Linked DNA regions of Anser cygnoides: region 1 is linked to region 2. The links are chromatin contacts, called in public Hi-C maps. All regions are on one chromosome and are shown on one strand. The core of a region is the stretch at or near the end of the contact, and the rest is flanking DNA. Distances in the headings are between cores, read along the strand shown.

What was found. A called contact is a pair of places that touch in the nucleus more often than the background predicts.
Region 1: a Hi-C map of liver shows a contact between it and region 2, with 10 times the contacts expected there. The contact joins the promoter of FAHD1 here to the promoter of TRAF7 in region 2. A contact is called at or near these places in 2 of 7 Hi-C or Micro-C datasets (both in liver).

Annotation. Positions count from the first base shown.
Region 1 is chr15:1,844,755-1,850,985 of Taihu_goose_T2T_genome, forward strand. It overlaps FAHD1 (fumarylacetoacetate hydrolase domain containing 1), which reads right to left and starts at 1,390. Exons shown (of 1, transcript XM_013174962.3): 1 at 127-1,390. The coding sequence starts at 1,218. The coding sequence ends at 547. HAGH (hydroxyacylglutathione hydrolase) reads left to right here and starts at 1,053. Exons shown (of 11, transcript XM_066977548.1): 1 at 1,053-1,071; 2 at 2,028-2,069; 3 at 3,780-3,810; 4 at 5,234-5,415; 5 at 5,867-5,931. The coding sequence starts at 5,311.
Region 2 is chr15:1,418,380-1,424,548 of Taihu_goose_T2T_genome, forward strand. TRAF7 (TNF receptor associated factor 7) reads right to left here and starts at 2,740. Exons shown (of 21, transcript XM_066977355.1): 1 at 2,584-2,740. LOC125183298 (small nucleolar RNA SNORD60) reads left to right here and starts at 3,154; the gene lies at 3,154-3,240. RAB26 (RAB26, member RAS oncogene family) reads right to left here. Exons shown (of 9, transcript XM_066977356.1): 9 at 4,311-6,169.

The DNA of each region.
Region 1 (6,231 bases), core at 140-2,639, 430 kb after region 2:
GCAAGGAAGCCAAGTATATGGGAGACCTGGGAGCCAGGACATGGAAGCCTTCCTGCTAACAAGCAGGTACCAAGGGGAGAGCTGCAGTCCTTACCAGGATCCCAGAGCACTTTCCATACATCACCATTTTAATGTTTCACTTTTTATTTTTTATTTTAAGGCAATATATAGAACAGAAGGGCGCACACACACAGTGAGAGTCTTGCTGCTGCATTTCCTGCCCTGTGTTCATCTCCCAGCACAGTCTGCACAGAAAGTTCCAAGGTACCGTTTAGGTATTAACCAGCTGCCCCACGCTGGGTTGGACTCCTGGCCTGGCCTCCGCTGTACAGCCTCGGAGGAGGCTGAAACCTCCATGGAAATGGGGTTGTTTTGGCCAAAGGTCTTCAGAGCTCATGCGCTACGTGTCCTTGACAACTGACAGTCCAGTAGATGCTTAGGCCATATAAATTTAATTCACGGGACAGTTTGTGTGTCTCTTCGTTCACCAGATACTCCCCAAAAGGCCTTTTCCTACACAGACAGGGGTCCCAGCCGGGCTCTCGGTTAGGACCGCCGCGTTTGCTGTGCCACCTTGAACCGCATGGTCAGGATGTCGCTTATCCCAGCCTCTATCTCATCGTTTACTTGCACAGACCCAACTCCTTCGGGAGTCCCCGTCAGAATCAAATCCCCTTCTTCCAGGGTGACAATTTCGCTGATGTAGCTGATCAGGTAGGGGATGGAGAAGATCATAGAGGAGGTCTCCCCCTCCTGCCTCAGCTTTCCATTCACCTTGAGCCAGATCTTCAGCTTGTGAGGGTCCGGGATCTTCTCCTTGGGCACAAATTCACTGACCGGGCAGGACGTGTTGAAGGCCTTGGCCAAGGTCCAGGGCAAACCCTTCTTTTTACACTCTTCCTGGGTGTCCCTGGCGGTCATGTCCAAGCACAGGGCGTAGCCTGCCACATGCTCCATAGCAGCCTGCTGGGTCACGGCCTGGGCTCTCTTCCCGATCACCACCCCCAGCTCCACTTCGTGGTGCAGGCTGTCGCAGTAGTAAGGCCGGAGAATGGGGGATCCTTCCCGCAGGTAGGCGGAGGAGGGCTTGAGGAAGAAGAGGGGCTCTGAGGGCGGCGCGCTCCCCATCTCCTTGGCGTGCTCGGCGTAGTTGCGCCCCACGCACACGATGTTCCTGCCCCACTCCCAGAAGCGGGCCAGGGGCCGGGAGGAGGCCATGGGCTCGGCGGCTCCTTCACCGGGATGCCCTTGGGGTGTCCTTGCCGGGCCCGGAGGCGCAAACCCTGCCTGCAACGGCGAGCTCCGACCTCCCTCCTTCCTTCCTTCCTTCCTTCCTTCCTTCCTTCCTTCCTTCCCCTGCCTGCTCCCTCCCAAGGACAGGCCGCCTACCCCCCCCCCCCCCGCCTCCTTACCCAGCCCCTCCACGGGGGTTGGCAAACGGCTCGGTTGGGGAAAAAAAAAAGGAAAAAAAAAAAAAAAAAAAGGGCCTGGCCCGGGCGTGCAAGGAGGAGGCGGGCGGCGGCCGGGTGGGAGCAGCGCCGCCCCCGTTGTACGCCGGGGCCGGGGCCGGGGCCGGGGCTGCCGCCGCCGCCGCCGCCTCCCGGGGCGGGGAGCGAAGGTAACCGGGCCGGGCCTGCACCATGCGCGGCGGGGGCTGGCGGAGCCTCGGCACCGCCCTGCGAGCTGGGGCCCTGCTCCGAGCCGGTACGTGGGGAGGGAGGCTCGCCCGGAGCCCACCTGCCCCGGCGGGCACGGAGCGGGGGGCGGCCGGGGGCTGCCCTCGGGAGGGGGGCGGCCGGGGGGTCCCCCTGCCTCCGGGGGGTTCCCCTTGCTCGGGGGGGTCCCCTTACTCCCGGGGGTCCCTTCCTCCGGGGGGGGTCCCCCTTGCTCCGGGGCTGGGCTGGCGGCCTGGGGGGCGCAGCGGCCCCGCAGCCGGCCCCGGGGGGACGTGGGCGCCTGCGGACCCCCCCCAGCCCCGGCGAGCTGCCGAGTTTGACGATGGTTTCTCTTCTCCTTTGCCCACTCAGGGGTGCGCAGAGCTTTTTAAGCTGACTCACAGCCCCAAGTAGGTCAGTATCTGCTTAGCTGGAGCCTGTCTCTGGTGGTGGTTGGTTTTCTTTTTGTTTTTTTTCTTTTTTTTCTTTTTTTTCTTCTCCCCACTGATAACTGATCTCAGGGCTCCTGGAGTTTCTGGACTGCCACGGGTGCTGGTTATGGCTCTGGGGGACAGCGGGCTGGGAGCTGGAATTTTAACCTGAGCTCAACGCGAAATTGTATCGGTAACGTTTTTTAAAAAAAAAAAAAAAAAAAAAAGCCTGGGCTGTGCATTTAAATTTGCGGCCTGAATTCTGAAAGCGTCTCTTTGAACTGGAGCTTGGGCTGGGGCTTGACAGTGTCTCGGGCGAGTCTTGCCAGAGGCCTTTTGCATCACTCCAGCTTTAAGACCTGGCCTTCGTGAGCAAAAATCCTTGGGAGTTACTGCCCGGCTTGGAAACCCTGATGCTATCTTGGGAACAAGCAAACCGAGGGGCTGGCAGACCGAATTTCCCCACTGCAGGGTGTGCACGGGTCCCCGGGCTGGCTGCTGGCGGGGAGCAGGGGCAAGGCGAGCCGCCGTTCCCCGGGGGTGTGCAGCCAACACGGGCTCGCCCGGTGTCCAAAAATATCTGCGTGCAGAGCACATAAAAAAAAGTGAACGTGGTGTTTCTAATTATGTGGCAACGCAGGGATGTACGTCTGGGGATGCATGGGCGGTCACTTTCGTGTCTGTGACAGCTACATTTGAAAGAGCAATTTTCCACTCTTTGCTGTAATTAAAAAAAGAGTAAAACAAAAATACCGTGGAGAAAATGTATAAAGCACCCCTTCGCTGCAGTAACCTATTATTAAACTGCGCTGCTGCCTGCTTGCCCCTAACCTCGAGCGTGCATGCGGTAACATTAATGCTTCCCATGTGCGAACCCTTCCTCTCGGCGAGTCGGGCCGCGCTGACGAGCCGTTCCGCAACACCAAGCGTGCGATCCAGAGGCCTCTGCTGCTCCGCGAGCCCCTGTCACCTCTGCTTCAGGCATCGAGCCAGCGGGGATGTGGCGCAGAACGAGCGAAAATGAAATTACCGGACCTTGATTTTGGAGTAGCCCTGCGCGCAGCACAGTGATCTCGAAACGAGAGCGTTTCGTTAGGTGCAGGGCCAGGGCAGGGGTTAGGAACTGCCTGGGGGTCTGGCGTGAGCAGAGCCGGGGCTGAGCCTGCTCCTCTCCTCCGAGCGGTGCTGGGTGTGCGTGAGGGCTTTTGGTCTGCTCGTCCGACGGGCAGGCTGCAGAGGTGCAGCTCAGCTGCAGATGGGGATCAGAATGAGTTTCACGTTGCATGGATGCTTTCTCCTTCCTTTGTTCAAATCGCATCTCAGAAAACGTTTCCGTATGTGGTGTAGTTTGTTTGTTTGTTGTGCACGAATTGTGAGCTAAACATGCAAAGAGTCTTCAGGATCACGGCCAAGGTTAAAAACGGTTCATAGGAAGAAAGCATTTTAACTATGTGAATAATTCCTTTGAGTTCAAGCTAGGGTTGTGTTTTCTTTTGATTTTTTTTTTTTTATTTTCCAGTTGGCATCTACTGTGCAAACAAACATACAGTAAACGTAGCTCTTGTGAGTGATTACATCCAAAGGAAAAGCGCTCCATGTTATGCTAGAGCAGTTGAGGAGCAATTTTTTTTTTTTCCTATCAAGGAATAGTAAGGATTTGTTATTCTGTTCTTTTTTTTTTTTTTTTTGAAAGGACTTTTCTGCTCCTAAGGACCACTTGGCAGGTATGGATGCTTTCTTTAACACTGTGTGCCTTCCATATCAAATACCCAGAGCATGCCTACACTGTTGTGCCTTGGGATTATTTTTTTTTTGCATTTAATTTTACTACCATCTCCCCTCCATGCCTCCTTTCCAGTACAAGCAGGTGAGGTAGTGGATGCAGAAGGGGAAGATGTTCCAGGGCAGTGGTACTGGAGGGGCCCTGGGGGTGCTGCCACCCCTGTGCCTGGCTTTGCAGCGGCACGCACAGCTGGGAGCTTTGGTCCTGGCCTTGCAGCGCTGTTTGTCCGTCAGCCTCCGGAGCTCCGGGTGGGCTGCAGGCAGCCTGCAGGGCCTCAGCTCCCTGAAGCTGCCTCTTATCAGGACCGACCTGTTTCGAGAGTGGGCCAGGCCGATTAGAGCATGGTGACCCCTCCCTTTGGCACCCGTGGAGGTTACTGAGCACCAAGCGTTGGGCTGGAGGCAGTGGTGCAAAATGAACCAGGAGCTGAGCCAGCCCGATTCGGAGCAATGCAGGCACCTTCAGTGGCATGCGAGGGCCTTGGGTGTTAAAGACAACTGGTGTGTGATTTGTAGAGGCTCGTGCCTCTCGCCCTGCATGTGCATGGACCCAGGCCTGGGTTGTGGATTGCTGGCAGTGGAAGGCCTTGTTGTCTTTGTTTTCCTTCCTTTTTTTTATGTCAGAGCTTCTTATGACTCGGTTGTTTCTTTAAGAACTGTGCATCTGTGAGTTAAAGAGTGGGGAAAAATGGAGCACAGGTTATTTGCATCTGGAATCAGATTTACTACTTGGATCTGATTAAACATTTAACCAAAAGCAAATAGGGAAGCACTGCTGTTGCATCAAGGTAGCCCGTGAGTGAGAACCCTTCCTGCAGTGCATGCCTGGTATCTGCCAGACAGGGAGCCTGGCCCTCCATGTACCTCCCCTCTCTCTGTAGCGCTACGTAAGAAGTGATTTCCCCAATTAATGCACCACGTATTTCTGTTCTAACAGTGTCTATATTTCTCCTTTTTTTTTTTTCCCCTTTTGGTTGTAACATGGCATTTTGTGTTTGTTTTTTTTTTTTTTTTGCAAAGTCATGGTCCCCGGCTGACCTTTGTCCAAGCGCTCCCTCTCTGTTCTGCTTTCCTGCCCCTTGAAATCTCTCCAGTCGAGGTACAGTGCTTTGCCTGCATGAGTACATCCCCAGGAGCAGAGTCCCATCCCTCTTCTGTGAAGCTGCAGAGCACCAAGATCCTCCCATGCCGCGGGGCACAGGGTGACACAGCCAGGCACTAACGCTTTGTCCCGTGGTAGCCGCTCTCCTCTTCCTCTGAAGGAGGCAGGTTGGGCTGTGCATGCCCTTCTCCCTGGCTGCAGGACCTGCTGTGCTGTGTCCCCCTCGTTCCCCTCCTGAGGTCTGGCTGTTTTTGGCTCCCCAGGTCCCGTGTGGCTGCGAGCTGTCTTCCTGCACACAGAGCACGAGCAGAGGAAGTCGAAGACGGTCACGCAAGCCGACATGAAGGTGGAGCTCCTCCCGGCTCTCACAGACAACTACATGTACCTCCTCATCGATGAGGAGACGAAGGAGGCCGCAATAGTTGATCCCGTGCAGCCCCAGAAGGTAATGCCGTCTGCTGCCCCCAGGAGCGGGCTGCTTCCCTGGGAGGTGCTTCCAGGCTGCCACGTACACGAGGGAGTTAGTCACGGGCTGACTCAGGCTTGGGGAAAGGCAGGAAATGCTGGCCTCTCCTATGTACAGATAAAGCTTCACCGAGCTTCTGAGCACAGACAGCTTCTCCCTGACTTCAAGAGTTACTGACCCGATTTTGTTCCCTCCCCTAGTTTGCTCTTATGCAGAAAAGAGGAAATGGGACTGAGCCTGGCAGGATCAGAGACCTTGTGTCCTGATCTGTAACGACTCCCTGAAGAGGGATGGGCCCTCTGCGGAGTTGCTGGGGTGTTTGCATGCAGGTGTGGCTCTCAAACCCGGTAGTGGTTGCACACAGGTACCAGGTGTGCTGTTAAGCTGCCTCGTGTGAGTTCTAATGCTCTCCTCATGCCTCTGTCTGCAGGTTTTGGATGCAGTCAAAAAGCATGGCGTGAAGCTGACCACTGTCCTGACCACACACCATCACTGGTAACTTCATCTGCTGTAGTGGGATCCCCCTTTCCTCCGCGTTAGCACAAGCAGTTAATAATTGTTTCTCTCCTGGATCAGATTTCTCTAGTCAGGAGCTTAGGTGTGAGGGGAGGATCAGAGCTCAGGCAGTGCCCCTCGGTCTGTCTGACACCAGGATACCGACTGTGCAGGGACACGGGTCCCTGGGTGTCCCGGTGGGCCTGGATTCAGCGTGCAGATGTGAGGACAGGAGTAAACAAGAAAGGCGCCAGCGGTGACAGTTCATCCTTGCATCTCTGGGCCTTTCCTTTTTAACTG
Region 2 (6,169 bases), core at 1,490-3,989:
CTTCACGGCTACCAGGTGAGCCGGGCAAAGGATGGTCAAAGCAGTGATGTCAGGTCCCAGACAAACGAGCACCGAATCCTTGATTCCTGAAGAAATGGATGTTGCCCCTTCCACCACAGCACACCCCCTGCCCAGTTTCACACACAAGCACCCTCCAGCGCCCCGCAGCCCCCTGCCATCACGCCAGGAAGGTCCTGTTTAAATCCCTCCCGGCGCGCAGTCAGCAGCCGTGCTGCGGCCACAACGGCCTCAGGTGCAAGGCAGAGGGGGCGCGAGGCCCTGCCTCTTCTCCCAAACCTTCCCTCTGCGAACCCTGAGGATTTCACCTTTCTGAAACCACCGGGAACAACCCCAGAGAGCACTTGCTGGGGTCACCGTCACACAGCCTCGGGACGCGCTCAGGATCACAACGGGAGCACAGGGCAGCTCCAGCTAGCTGCAGGCACCGCTTCTAACCCGGCGCCAGACCTCGGGTACCTGCTGCCCTCACTCCGACCTAAGCAGGGGTGTGAGAACTGCTCGGTTCCCCCACCGCTGCCATCGGCGGCCCCGAGGGAGGCAGGCAGCCCGGGCCGGCTGGCAGGGCCCCGCTGCCCGCAGCGCTCACCGCTGCCTGCCCGCACCGGCACGGGGCGGCGGGGCCCGGAGCCGCCGCCAGCACCAAGCCCCGCAGCTGCGGGCAGCTTCCCCCGGCCAAAACGTCCCCTGCGCTGTCTGCGCGCGGCTCCCGGTGAGGTAAGCAGAAAGGCACGCGGAGCAGCGGGGACTTGCCCAGCCAGCCAGAAAAGCCCCGCGCAGCCGATCCCCGCGCCGCCTCGCCGCTCTGCCGGGCCGCTCACGGGCTGGGGGGGGGGGTTTGGGATAGTTAAGAGAAACCAGCCCTCCTGCTGCACGCGGCCTTGTGCCTTGGACCCGAGGAATCCGCAGGGACGGGCTCGTCCACCTCTCGCTTTTCAGGGAATTCAAGTTTCTCGCCCTCCTTAGATAGTTCCCGAGCTATTCGTAACGCCGAATATCAAGCGGCCTAAAAAGCAGCAACGCGGTCTGTGCTTGCGGAGGCACCCCGGGGAAAACCAGTTAGCACAGAGCTGCCGCGGAAAGGAAAAGCCTTCCTGGGGCAGGGAGCGGGGCCAGCCTGGGAGACAGGCCTGCAAGGCGGGGGGGTGCTGCCGGACACCTGCCCACGCAGCAGGGCGCCGTGTGCCCGCCCTGCCCCACGCAGCAGGGCGCCGTGCACCCAGAGCAGCTCCTCACGGGGCACAGCAGGCACAAACACGGTCACACTGCAGGAGCGACATCCCAGAGCGCGCAGCCCTCCCTCCTCGCAGCCCGGGTCAGCAAAGCTGCCCGCATTCACTCCCCGACCCAACGCCCTGGTCCCTCCAGCCCGGCTTAGGTCTCCCAGTGCTGCGTGGTACAACTGAACCTCCCCCGTCACGGAACTTTCCTTCCTGCCGGCGGCTTCACCTGCAAGCGATCTCCTGCCGCCTGCTGCGCTGAACCAAAGCAGGCAGGCACCGGAATGCGTTGCCCAGGGAGGGGGTGGCGTCACCGTCCCTGGGGGCATTCAAGGGAAGGCTGGACGTGGTGCCTGGGGACGTGGATTAGGGGGTGACATTGGTGGCAGGGGGACAGTTGGACCAGATGATCTTGGAGGGCTCGTCCAACCCTAATGATTCTGTGAAACCACAACGCGGGAGCTTTGTGTTGTCGTGGCTGGATTTACCCTGGGCTTTCTCACGCTGCACCCACGGTGACTTCGGGGTCAGCAGGCTGCAGAGCAGTGCCCTGATCCTACAGTTTCCTGCGTGACCCTTGGGAAATCCCCAAGCCCTTTGATGTCCCGCTCCTCCAGCTGTGCAGCGAGGGCAGAGCTGTGCGTTCTGCGTGCTCCCTTTGGGCTCGCAGTCAGTGGGCGTCTGTGCAGCGCTGACATGATGCAGCCCCGGATTCTGGGGGTGCCCCCGGCACTGCCGCTTGCAGCGGCGGAAGGCAGCGATTCGCGGTGGCAGCGACGAGTGGAGCCGTGTCAAACAGCCGGCAGGAGAGCCCTGCCGAAGGGCTCCGGCCGGGGAGCCGCACAGACGCAGCGCGGGGCGCCCAGGCCCGGAGCAGGGCGGGCAGCCCCCGGCAGGGTTACCCGCACAGCCCTTCCCCCGAGCTGCCGCCGCGCCTCGCGCGGCCCCCGGGGAGCTACGCAGGGCCCGTGGGGGACGGCCCCACCTCACGCCCCTCTCCCGCAGGGGCTTCCCGGAGCCCCCCCCCCACCCCGGCTCACCCGGCCCTCCGCAGACCGAGCACCCCGCACCGGGCCCCGCAGCCCCCTACCGGCAGCACGGAGCGCTCGGGGCGGCTGCAAAGGAGCCGAGCTCGGCCTGCCGGGGCTGAACCCGGGCACCCGCCGGCGCTGCCGGTGCAGGAGCAGCCGCTGCCGGCCCAGCGGCCCTCACGGGGCACCGGGTGTGGGGGGGGCCACAACCAGCGGGCCTGGCACCACCGCCCGGCGAACCCCCGCCGCTGCCCCAGGCCCGAGCCCGGAGCGCGAGGCCCGGCCCGGCCCCGCCGCCCCGCCCCGCCCCGTACCTGGCAGCGGCGGCGGCCGGAGCTGCGGCACCCGGCCCCGGCACATCGCGGCCCCGGGCCTGCCCCCACTCGTCCCGCGGCCCCGCTGCCGCCCGGGCCGGAAGCGCCGCTCTCGGTGCTCCTCGGGATTTGTAGTCCCGCGCTCCGACCTTCGCCCGCTCCTCACCGCGCCTCCGAGACGCCGGGACTACAGCTCCCAGCGGCCCGCGCGGCCCAGCGCTGATTGGCGCGTCCGCGGTCGGTCGGTGTTACAATCGCTGTCGCTACTGGCTTCGCTCGGCCTCCTCCGGGGGCCAATCGGGCGGCGCCGAACCGCGCCTCGGCCCGCACCGCGCCACTGGGGAGAGGAGGAGCGGCAGCCAATGAGCGCCGGCAGAGGGGTGAGGGCGATCACCCCAACTGCTGGCGATTGGCTGAGCCCGCAGGCAGTCTGGCCAATAGCAGCGTTGTGGTGGTTATAAATAGCCTGGCGGGGGCGCACTTCGTCCTTTCCGGCGGAGAGGTAGGTGAGGGGTGGGCGGCGAGGGGGGCGGCGGGGCCGGGACCGCCACACGGGGCCGGGCCTGGGCGAGCCGGGGATGATCCGATCCTTTCTGACACCTCGTCTGAGGGCGGCGGGCGGCCGCGGCCCCTGCTGACGCATCGCGGCTGAGGCTCGAGGGAGCGGCGGGCCGGGCGGCGCGGGGCGCGGCGGGCTGCTCTCACCGCGCCGCCTTCTCTCCGCAGGGCCGGCGGGACCCGCACCGCAACGGCGGCACGGGAAGGGAGGCCTGAGGGCCCGGCGGTCGCCGTGGAGTTCCGGGCGGTGAGGCGCACACGTGTGCGGTGACCTGCTGCTCCTGAGCCGGCTCGGGAAGCTGCAGCTGTGCGGGGCCACGAGGCGCTTTGGGGCAAGTGAAACCGGGCTGGAGTAACGGCCTGGTGCGCCTCGTGTAGCTGCGACCCCGGGCGTAACGTAGGCGTCAGGCTGAGAACACAGCAAGGGATGCACCCGAGTACGGTTAAAAAACTCTTCTGGGGTTGCTGTATCTAACAGCGAAGCTGATGCTTTTCATGCTGTACAGTTAAAAGAGTCAGTGCGGTTTTTCAAGAACACAGCATCAGCTGCAGAATTCCGTGAAACAAATCAAAGTTATTTTTTCCTCTGCCACGTGGTAGCCTACAGCAAAAGTAATGGCAGGCAGTGGATGCAGTAGTACAGGTAAACAAAAGGACTCACAGGCAGCAGGCCTCACAGTGCTAGGTTGTGTAGGTGAATGATTTAAATCTTTTTTTTTTGAATTTAATAAGTTGTTCAGGTCTTTGTTATTTCCATATTCTCAAATCAAGCTCAGCCTTGTAACTTTCAAACTGCTTGCTGCTGCATCCCCACTTTGGGTTCTCTATTGGGCTGGTTCTACAGCTTACAGATTTAATAAAGTTTTCAAAAGACTTCTGGTTTTGTCTCTGTTCTTTACAAATTCTATGCATAACGCACAAAACCATAGACTTAACAGAATTTTGCATCTGGGCACACAGCAAATCATTGCTATTATTGAAGGAAGCTGTTGTACGATGTGTGCTGCAGCTCAGCTGTAGTCTGGGTCCCTTGAATTCCTGGTGGGTGCAGGGGGGTACCTGGGCCCATGCTGGTAATGCAACCATCCAGGTAGGCTCAAGAATGAGCTGAACTATTTGAATGATCGAACAGTTCGGGTATGAGACAAAAACACCACTGTAGCCGCGAGGATTATTAAAAAAATTTATTAACAGGAATGAAACAAAAGCTGTAAACGAGCCAGCGAAAATGAGAAGTGCATGTCATGCCAAGTCCTCGGCTTGCTTGAATGCACTGAACCATTCTGCATCGCTTGGGGGCAGTAGAGGCCCATGTAAAAAAAAAACCAAAGAAGAGCGGAGGGGTGCTTCAGCAGTAAGGTTGGTGTGCGGGCAGCGGGAGGGGAGTGGTGCACAGGGACCTTGTGGCGGGGTAGATGGGGGTTGAGTGTCCCTTCAGTTTGGGGGGGTTAGGAAGTTCCCCAAATGCGGTTCTGGTTCTGCTGTACTAGTTAGGTCCTGACAGGCATACCCAAAAAGTAGTGCTCACATCTGCTCTATTTAAATTATTTTTAGATTGTTTTTGGTCCCACCCCGAAGTACCGAGTTAGGAGCTGTCAGCTTTTTCAGGATGGCCAAAGGTGTCCTGCCTGTGAGGAGGGGGAAGGAGGTAGTGTCTGTGCAGTGACTGGCACCTTGGGGCAGGGGCTGTTCTTACACCGTGAGTTATTCTGAGAAAACACCAAAGGCAGGTTTGGGAACAGACCCAGGCGTTTGAGCTGCCTGCTGCTCTTCTGTGCCTCTGGTGGGATGCCTCTGGTGCTGGGAAGGGTTGATGAGGAACAGGAGGCTGCCCTCGCTGCCTCCCCCCCGGGCCCTGCATGGTGCTGCCAGCAGGGAGCAGGCTCTGCCCAGCGATGCACATCAGTGGGGGCTGCTCCAGGCTGGTTGCTGCAAACATTCCCCCGGGAACAGGGTTTTTAACAAAATTTAAGTCGGGTAACAGACATTTCTCCCTAACAAGCTATGCAGGAAAAATGCTCTGTTCTCAGCAGGTTTATTTTAGGCTCCGTACCATCGTTGTGCTGGACCCACTCTAGCTCTGAGTGCTGCGCATTTTACTGTGGCTCGCCAAGAAGTGCAGCTCCGAGGGGTCTGCTCTGTGGCTGCCTTCCTGAACCATGCACCGAGGGACTTTGTGCCCTTGGGGAACGCTGTGCTGCAGCTCAGGCTGGCACCCCTGCTGCGACAAGGGGCGGGTGCAGCTAAATAACTGCTGGGAGCTGGTGTTCTGCCAGCTGGGAGTGAGGGACGGCTTGATTTAAGTGCCCTGTTTATAGGGGCAGCGCACGGAGGGGCAGTGCAGCAGGGCACCTGGTGTCGTGCAGGTGGAATTTTTTTAATAAGAAAATTGCCAGAGGCCAAACACTTCCTCCAAAGTTGTAATTTGTACGTGGAAGTGCAACTTTAACAAAAGCAAAAGCCACGTGCCTGGCACAGACAAAAGGGCTGAGGAGTCCCTTGAAGAGAGCTGGCAGAAGTCTCAAACCTGCACGGTCAATGCCTACAGCAGCCTCCTCGGCTTTCTTCCTTTAGAAGAAAGAGCTGTCCCAAGAGAACTTCGGAGCAAAGCACTGTTGCAGTCTAAAAAAGCTATCGGGCTTACATGAAGGGATCAGGAATAAGCTGCAGTACATTAGCTTTCTTCTCATTAAAGTACAAGAAATGGCTGTAGTGAGAGAACCAAAGCCTTCGCCGAACAGATAAACAGTCAGGAAACCTCTGTACAACAGATGTTTGCGGGAGCTTACTCAAACGGACATCTAAGCTCTTGTCTTCTGCGGGGAAGAGGAGAAATCTTCATCGAGGAGCTATGTTACAACACGGGAAGGACTGACAGACAGAAATAAGCAGCTAAAAAACGGTTGCCTTGAAAACAAAGCTTTCCTGTGTGCCCCAGGCCAAGGATCTGATCAGCTGAATTCCGGGTACGTGGGAAAAGTGAATTCAGGATTTTTTCCCACCCAGATTTTGGTGGGGAGCAGGCACT